3 separate regions of the Sus scrofa genome follow, and all the other regions are linked to region 1. Evidence: chromatin contacts called from public Hi-C and HiChIP or PLAC-seq data. All regions are on one chromosome and are shown on one strand. Each heading gives the region's core, a stretch centred on a gene start, on an enhancer-like site or on the middle of the called end of the contact. The rest is flanking DNA. Distances are from core to core; before and after follow the strand shown.

What was found. Hi-C and Micro-C count contacts between places; a contact is called where the count stands out from the background. HiChIP or PLAC-seq counts read pairs in DNA pulled down with a chosen protein or histone mark.
Region 2: a contact with region 1 is called in a Hi-C map of skeletal muscle, with 4 times the contacts expected there. The contact joins two enhancer-like sites. A contact is called at or near these places in 1 of 5 promoter capture datasets (liver), 30 of 47 Hi-C or Micro-C datasets (adipocytes, alveolar macrophages, blood and 16 more) and 2 of 2 datasets of contacts at active chromatin or transcription factors (alveolar macrophages and skeletal muscle).
Region 3: a contact with region 1 is called in an H3K27ac HiChIP or PLAC-seq map of skeletal muscle. The contact joins the promoter of SH3BP5 here to the enhancer-like site in region 1. A contact is called at or near these places in 2 of 5 promoter capture datasets (fetal liver and liver), 19 of 47 Hi-C or Micro-C datasets (alveolar macrophages, blood, brain and 10 more) and 2 of 2 datasets of contacts at active chromatin or transcription factors (alveolar macrophages and skeletal muscle).

Annotation. Positions count from the first base shown.
Region 1 is chr13:2,514,519-2,517,376 of Sscrofa11.1, reverse strand. All of the region lies in intron 4 of SH3BP5 (SH3 domain-binding protein 5), which reads left to right. Among named protein-coding and RNA genes, the nearest start is that of CAPN7, 64 kb to the right of the region's middle. Within about 2 kb of position 1,401, at least 19 of the 83 cell types and tissues checked have an H3K27ac peak or open chromatin away from gene starts, as enhancers often do. A contact at or near this core is called in mesenteric adipose tissue, omental adipose tissue, retroperitoneal adipose tissue and 2 more, where this site is marked.
Region 2 is chr13:2,634,148-2,637,005 of Sscrofa11.1, reverse strand. No RefSeq gene overlaps it. Among named protein-coding and RNA genes, the nearest start is that of EAF1, 19 kb to the left of the region's middle. Within about 2 kb of position 1,370, at least 14 of the 83 cell types and tissues checked have an H3K27ac peak or open chromatin away from gene starts, as enhancers often do. A contact at or near this core is called in omental adipose tissue, retroperitoneal adipose tissue and skeletal muscle, where this site is marked.
Region 3 is chr13:2,584,249-2,587,106 of Sscrofa11.1, reverse strand. SH3BP5 (SH3 domain-binding protein 5) reads left to right here and starts at 1,506. Exons shown (of 9, transcript XM_003132063.5): 1 at 1,506-1,799. The coding sequence starts at 1,659.

The sequences.
Region 1 (2,858 bases), core at 152-2,651:
CTTCCCAATTTCATGGACCCGAGATGCTGCTCCTTGACCTGATGAAGGAGAAGGAGAAACAGCATGAGAGAGAGCCAGTGGCAGAGCTGTCCTCGGCCACATCCCTGTGTCATTGAGAAACCCAGCCTAGAGGGGGCATGCTCTCTGGATGTGATGGGGGTACAGATGCCCCTGTGTGGCTTTGCTGTGAACCACCCTCTGATTGAGCAGTTCCCGGGGCTGGTGGGCCTGGCACATTCAGCTGCCTGAATGCTGGTAGCTGAAGACAGTGTAAGGTCTAGAACACGGCCTCAGCTGACCTCTGGATCCTCCAGGAAGCCTGTTCCTCCAGGTGAAAGACGCTTCAACTCACCCTCTTCTCCTAAAGCAAGTGCCATGTGAGGGTCTGAGAAAGATGCAGAGCTCGGAAAGGCACACGCTGTCTTGAGGAAGTGGCCGAGCTTTGAGCTTCATGACCCCCACCCAGGCACAGTGCAAGAGCTCTGGGGTCTCCAGGTTCTTTGCCTGAGGCCTGAGTTCTGTTCCCTCAGACTTGGGGTGACAGCCCCTCTTGGACCCAGGCTGAAGTTGACACACTCAAGACCATAAAAAGATGCCAGAGCCCTGGGTTGTGGTTAGGCTGCATGGAGGCCCCAGGAAGGTACAGAGGAACAGTTCTTCACTCAGTGCTGGGGTCAGCAGGGCTTTGGGGGGCACTGGAGTGGCCTCCCGGGGGGTGAGGAGTCCCTGCTGCTCCCACGTGCACTTTAGGCGGCAGAGGCCACCCCTCCAGCTTCACCTGGTTTGTCCGCAAAGCAGCCATTGTAGGGAGGTGATAGCTTTTCACCCTCTGGGAGGGAGAGCAGAGCCCTGGCATCCTGGGAGGGAGAAGCTGGCTTTTCTGGTGTCTGCGCAGAGAGACTGCAGAGAGGAAGATGATGTAGCCTGGAGGTGGGGAGGCTCGAACTGTTAGGAACCAGCAGCTGCTAGCGAGGAAAGGACACGGAGTCAGCCTCTTCTCTGGGCCCCACAAGGGGCTGCCTGGGGCTTGGATCTGAGCCCTGGGATGCACACAAGTCGTCAGGCCAGGTTTCCTGTGCTGGTGGGCATGGACCACCCATCCCTTGCAGCCGTGAGAAGCTACCTTCGCAGGCCCCGTGTGCCCAGGGCTGCAGGAAGAATCTGAAAGCAGCCTGAATGGGCCGAGAATCTAAGGAGGCCATGACACTGCCTTCCCGGGAGCAGAGGACCCTGCTTCTGGCTCTGAGATATTGGGGATGAGGGTGGAGGCCTCAGGGTTGGGAGAGAGGCTGGGAGAGCTTAAGGTGAGGCAGAGCAGCTGTGCTGGCTGGACATCTCCTGGTCAGTCGAGGTCCTTCTGCTGGCAGGACACCCAGCCTGGCTGGCACGCCCTGGCTGGCCTGCGCATTGGCATCCTGGCAGGAAGTGTCTGTTGGAGTGTCTTGTGTGTGTGGCTGTGAGCAGAGGGCCTGGGCTGCCCTGTGGCTCCCAGGAGGGGGCCAGTCAGCAGTGTTGGACCCCCATTCTGTCTGTCCTGCTGACCTAGGAGGAGGCCTGTGGCTCTTCAGAGTATAAGCACCAGCAGCGGCTGGCCCACATGCTCTTTACAGGGCCCGCTGCACACTGCCTGCCTGGGGCATGGTGCTGTGTTGTTCTGGCCACTCGGGCCTCAAACCCAGGGCCTCAGACCTTCCCACTGGGCAGCAGCAGGTGGTCAGGTCTTGGGCATTTGAGGCTAATAACGACGGGCTGGAGTACAAGTCTGCCGTTTGGGGAACCCCAGGAACGAGGCACCCAGAGGTCAGCATGGAGCTCGTGGGTCCTCCCTGGCACCCAGTCCTCTTTGGGAAGAGCGAGGCCAGGACTGTTGTGCAGGACAGTGATTCCTCCAGGTGCCTGCCAGCTGTGGAGAAGGATGCAGGAAGCCCAGTGTTGCTCCCGTCTGGATCCCCATACAGAGTGGACACGTGGCTGGGCCAAGCCCCCCAGCCCTTTCCCCCAGGACCTCACACCAAGTCCCCCAGTGCCACCTCTGCTGCCAAGCCACCCCCCCAGGCCACCTTGGGCCCAGCAGCCTGGATCTTAGCTGCCTGAGTGATGCGGTGCTGCTGGGCATCTGTACCATGAAGCTTGTGGCCTGGGGTTTAGTCTCTAGTGCATTCTGTGCCCAGAGTAGGTGCTTAATCAGTACGCGAGGCTCGGAGTTGAATATGCTGGTGGGAAACTGGAGAGCATGGTGCAGAGGTGGGCACAGGGGCCTGGAGTCCAGGCAAAATGGCCCCACCCCTGGCCTGGTGCCTTGGAGTTGGGCAGCACTTGCATTCTGGCCGCTTGGAGGCCTGCAGAGACATCTGCATTGTGCTTCCTTTTGTGGCTTCCACCTTCTGGGCAGAGACTCCCCATGCCACCCCCTACCCTTACCCCCCACCTTTCTTTCCTCCTTTGGGGCACAAAGTTCATGCCTGATTCCAAGCTTCAGATCCAGGGGCTGCTTGGTTACCTAGGAGACATAACTGAGGCATCTGCTTGTGACTTTCCCCTTGGGGGCCGGAAGTGGAGTCAGGGCGCTTCTCCAAGATTGGGAGTTGCATGTGGGGTCGGGGATTTGGGACAGGAGATGGTCACTGTGGCCTGGTAGGGGTGAGGCGGGGGACACTGCTGCCTCATTCTGCACTGGCAGTATTGCTAAAGGCTTGGAGCCTTCTGAGTGTTTAATTTTAGAATGCCTGTGCTGCGTTTTGCACACTAGGAGCCAAGAAAGCACGAGGGCCTGTGTGCAGCCAGCAAGAACCTTGCTTCTTGCTGGGGACGCTCTGTACCACAGGCCTCAAATCACAGCTTTCGTAGATCATCTATTT
Region 2 (2,858 bases), core at 121-2,620, 120 kb before region 1:
CGCATCTCTGGCATGGAACCAGGTAACCCCTCAATGACCTCACTTTAAAATATATTGGTTGTAAAATATACTTGAAGTTCAGTGAATGAGGTGACATAGTCCATCATGGTTTGGGCCAGTAGATTGGGGTATGAAATAAACGACTTCAGTCCTACTGCCTCAGTGTACCTTAAGACAGAGGAGCAGGTCTTCTGCACGTTGGGTGCCCAGGGGATCCAGGAAAGCACAGCCCAGCAAGATGGAGAGTTTACAGTACTATAGAAAATAGCATAAGTACTGCAGTGCTCCGTGGTATGGTATATACCAAAATATGGTATAGAATATATATTATACCACAAAGTATAGCACAATGATACTATATGGTACTATGTATTTCTTTTGGTGTATACTACATACAATAATACTAATTATGTTGTGCTATTTGGAACATGATCATCCGGGTTCAACTCCAGGACTTGCCCCATGCTAACATTCTTCTTCTCGGAGCTCCAGTCTTCACATCTCTAGGGCTGAGATCCTGCTACCTGCAGCACAGGGCTGATGCCAGGGTTAAACAAGCGCTCTGTTTACTTAAGAGCTACATTCAGGTGCTAGTTATTTCTACCAGCCTGTGTTCCCCAAGAAAATAACTTCTCCCGTGATTTTTAACCCATGCTCCTCTTCAGAAAGACCACCCTATTCAATCTGAGGGCCTTTGAAAGGCTCGGGATTTGGATGTCCTGCCACAAGGTGGCGATAGATGCCAACTAGTCCCACTGGTCTCCACCGTGCCGCCCCCCCCCAACCCCTTAATTGCAGTTAAAGAGGGTTCATTGTCCTTGAAGAACAAAGAAAATGTTTACAAATGTGTTTTCTAGTCAAATTTAGCTCATAAGAGTTTGGCCTCACTACAGGGATAAGACAGCAAGCATGCTTTTATCCAACATTCAAATAGTTTGCCTTCTGAAGGCAACGTTTTCAGGCAGTGGGCTCTAAAGATGTCTGCAGGGCTTCACCCCTCCAACTGGTTCTGTGGACTTGCCTTTCTGGTTGCTGGGGGTTAAAGCAAGAGGAGGACCACAGCGTGGTCCCTTGTTTGCTTCACACATTATTCAGTTATTCCCTATTTCACAGTTGTTGATCAAGGAAGGGAAAATTGTGAAAGAAACCATGTCTACCAAGAGAGTATTTTCCAGGAGCGAGTTTTCTATAGTTGGGGAGGGAATATTTAACAGAAATTTACATAGGCTCCACTACTGAAACCAAGTATTTCATTAAAAATAAAATTAGCTGTTTTTTTCACTTTTCCTTTCTGCCCTTCTTAGATGTGTGGCATGTTATTAGCTGGTGTTCAGTAGGTACCAACTGGGCACAGGGGTCGCTGTAGCCGGAGTTCAGGGTTGGAAGGGAGGACAGTGCAGGCGTATGCTGAGAAGGAGGCCTGGCCATGTCTTCATTAAACCAAAGTAAGTCAGCTGGAAAAACAAATACAAACAATTCAGCAGGGGAAAGAGAAACAAGAAGAAAAGCTATGGGAAACCTGAGTGGGGCAACTGTCTTCATTTGCAGAGAGTGTTTCCACAGTACTCTCTACATGTCCACAGTAGAAGCACATATGTTTTTGTCTGGGGCACGGCTGTGGAGATGAGAACTGACACTCAGCTCCTTTAGAGGTATGGTTTAGATTTCTCTCATCAGGAGAAAATCAGTTTTGATTCTAATTTTTCTCCTTAAGAGGTATGGAATTCTTAGAATTCTTTCCTGTGTGTTCATGTGTGTGTGTATGTGTGTGTACACATACTTAGGAAAGAAAATATGTGTGTGTGTGTATGTACGTATACATGTAGATATTTATATATATGGACTTTTTCACAAAGGTTCATTAGCAGCATTTTTCTAATACCAAATATTAGAAACAGTCTAAACCAGGGGCTCAGCAAACTCTGGCCCATGGATCAAATCCAGCTGTTCTCCTACTTTTGTAGATAAAGTTGTACTGAAGCACAGCCACCCATGTGTACATATTGTTTACATCTCTTTTCTTGCTGTAACAGCAGAGACTACAGCCAGCAAACCAAATACTATCTGGTCCTTTAAGAAAAAGTTTGCTAACCCTTTATCTAAATGACCAGTAGAAGAATGGTTAAGCCAACTAAGATGCATCATAAAAGAAATAGAATATAGTCAATGAACATATTATCTAGGAAAAAGTTTTTTAAAATGGTAAACACACACACACATAAAAGTTACCATCCTAACTATTTTTAAGTGTGCAGTTCAAAAGTAACTATTCATGTTGTGAAACAGAGCTTCATCTTCCAAAACTGAAACTCTTTACCCATTAAATAACATTTCCCTTTTCCCAACCTCTGGTAACCACCATTCTGCTCTCTGTTTCCATGAATTTGAATACTTTAGGTACTTAAGATAAGTGGAATTATACAATTTTTGTCTTTTTTGTGACTGGCTTATTTCAGATTTCATCCATGTTATAATTTCCTTCCTTTTTTTTTTTTTTTTTTTGTCTTTTTAGGGCCACACCCACTGCATATGGAGGTTGCCAGGCTAGAGGTCTAATTGGAGCTGGAGCCACAGGCCTACACCACAGCTCACAGCAACGCCCGATCCTTAACCAACTGAGCAAGGCCAGGGATAGAACCCACAACCTCATCGTTCGTAGTCGGATTCGTTAACCACTGATCCATGACGGGAACTCCTGAATTTCCTTCCTTTTTAAGGCTGAATAAAATTCCATTTTATGTATAGATACTACACGTTATCTGTCCATGTGTGAGTAGACATTTGGGTTGCTTCTGCCCTTTGGCTATTATGATAATGCTGCTATGAACATGTGTGTGCAAATATTTGTGAGACCCTAC
Region 3 (2,858 bases), core at 257-2,756, 70 kb before region 1:
GAATTGCTGACGCTTCCTTGATTTAAAGAACAATGAACAGGTGTGACCTGTTTAGAAACAAACCCAAGGCTCTACTTCCAGGAGACAACAAAGGTTCTTTGACAGTGGACCACAGTGTCTGAGTGTGTAGGGTGGAAGCCTGCCCAAAGAGTAAACACCCCCCTCCAACTAAGCCTTTCAGAAAACCATTATAAGCAGGTTTTTCCAAGCTTGGCTTTAATGACAGGCTCTCAGAAAGAAGCTCCTTTCTCAAGCAAGTCTTCCCTTCAAACTCACAGAGCCCATGGGCCACGAGCCTCCATGTAGGAAGTGTGTACACCCTGCAATTTTGTAGTGAAGGAGACATTAGCAATGGCCAGTGGCAATGTCCTTGCCTGCTTCACTAAAGTCATCTGACTTTCTGCTCCCCTGACATCACAGTGGATCTGACATTTCATAAAAGCACAGATATACCCTTATTCTTTGGCTTTTTGTGATGTTGAGTTTGCCAGGCAAGTAAGTTCTGGCTCCCTACCTGTTTGGGTGGGCAGGAAAACTTACTAGCTCATAAATCCTTGGACAGAGTGTGTCCATTAACAGGGGTTACACTCACATCTTTTTTTCTTTTTCTTTTTCCCGCTACCCCTGGAGTATATGGAAGTTCCTGGGCTAGGGGTTGAATCAGCACTGCAGCTAGGTCCCTAACACCACCAGCCACAGGCAAGGTGGGAGCCGAGATGCATCTGCAACCTATGGTTGCCTGCAGCAAGGCTGGAACCATACTCATTGATCGAGGCCAGGGATTGAAACTATCTCCTCACAGTGACACTGTCAGGTCCTTAACCCACTGAGCCACAATGGGAACTCCACACACTCACATCTTCTTGAGAAGGCTGTACCCACCCACTGATCTGTGGATTTTCCATGCGTCCTGGCTATTCAGGGAGGATCACCTAACCCATCGAAAAGCACGTAGCTTGGCCCAGTGGGGGCCACAGCCTTTGGACCAAGAATCCACGCATGGAGCTGCAGCTGGCTCCTCTCTTTATCCTTTTGTGTTTATGTGAGTATATGTTGTAGTTCCCTGTTCTGGGGAAATCTTCAGGTGGATTCAATTCCCAAGGTCACCCACGGGGGCAAAGCGCTTCCAGTGTATACAGGAGTTTGAGTGAGTCTTGAAACTGGTCCCGGGTCACTGAATACCAGCTTCTAAAGGTGACTTCAGACAGTGGCAATACCCCTAACTTCCCTTCCAAGCAGTTAGTTTGCCTGGGCAGAGGAGGGAGGGAGAAAAGCACTCTTGTCACCAGGCGGCTGACGTTGGGGAGCTTGTGATCTCTCCGGGCTGCTAAGTTAAAAGGGGTGAGGGCTCCTCCATTTCACGACCCTAAGGTTTTCCGGGAGTGAGGTTTTGTGACGGAGCCCGGGTGCCGGGGCCATAGCTGGGGCCGCGCAGGGCGGGCGGGCCGGCCTGGGGCGGAGCGGGCGGCGCTGCGCTTACTGCCGCGGCGGACAGGGGGCGGCCGCGCCCACTTCCTCCTGCTCGGGGCCGGGGACCCGCGGCAGCAAGCGGCGCTTCCAGAGCGCACCGGGCGGTGGCCAGACGGCCCCGGCCCAGCCTGCGAACGCCACTCCTGCGCTCCGAAGTCCGCCGTTCGCTTCGCTCTCCGGCCACCCGCATGGACGCGGCGCCGAAGCGGAGCCGGCCGGAGGAGGCGGCCGAGCTCCCGCCGCCAGCCCGGGACTCGGAGGAGGAGGAGGAGGAGGAGGGGATGGAGCCAGGGCTGGAGGAGGAGGAAGAAGTGGACCCCCGGATACAGGTAGGGCGCGTGGATCCCGGCAATGGCACTGAGCCCGCCTCGCGGTCCCCGGTGCTTGCACCCGGGAGAGGTGGCCGCGTAGGTCCGGGGCTGGAGGAGACAGTCAGAGTACCCGGCTTCACCCGGTTCCTGGGAGGCTGCGGTGCCCGCGTGGACGCGGCCTGACTCTATCGCGGGGATTACCCCGCAGGATCCGTGGGGTCGCCGCAGCGTGTCCGGCGGCTCGGGAGGGTGTGCAACAAAGAGAAAAGGGGGCGGGGGCGCCACGCCGGGCTCCCGGAGCCCGAGGGCCGCGTGGGCGCGGGCCGGGGGCGGTGGGCGTCGCCGCCCCTGCAGCAGGGTGGCCTCTCATGCTTGGGGTTCGGAGCACTCACCTGGCGGAGGTGCCCGGCCTGAGCCTGCCTGAGCCTTCTCCCTCTTGCTTTGATTCGTTGTTAGCAGGACGAAGGGTTTATTGTCACCACGGCTCAGCCCTCCGCTTGGCCTCAAATGGTTTAAAACCCAGCGTTTCCTCCTTTTGAGGTCGGCAGTGAACAGAAATTGGGGGCTAACAGCGCAAAGCTAACGTGGCGAGAAGGCGAGGGGATTGGCCTGGCTTCCTTGCCTCCATTTCTCTGGGAGATGATTAAAAGACAGTTTCCAAGCCGAGATCTAGCAGCGACAGCTTAACCTCTTCACCCTCTGGGGAAAAAGCACAGCATATTCCGTTCCAAGACTCTTTCCATAAATCATTTTTTAAAATAAATATTGTTTTGCAGCACGCGATGCGATTTCTGAAGACCTAATTGGTTTTTCAGTGCGCAGATCAATTAAAAGCTCATTTAACTCAGCTGTTGGCGTTTAAATGAATTGTTACGGCAGGTTAGCAAGACAAAGATCAGGTGGAAAAATCTTTACATTAGGAATTCTAAATAAAATCAGTTTGAACTACTAAATTTTGTTTTCTGGGTAGGGGAATTCTGTTGACAAGATCCTTTGTTTGCAGAGTAAAATGAGTTAACTTCATACTGGGCACTTTTTTTTTTTTTAAACAAAATGTCAGTTTGTAAATGTTATTTA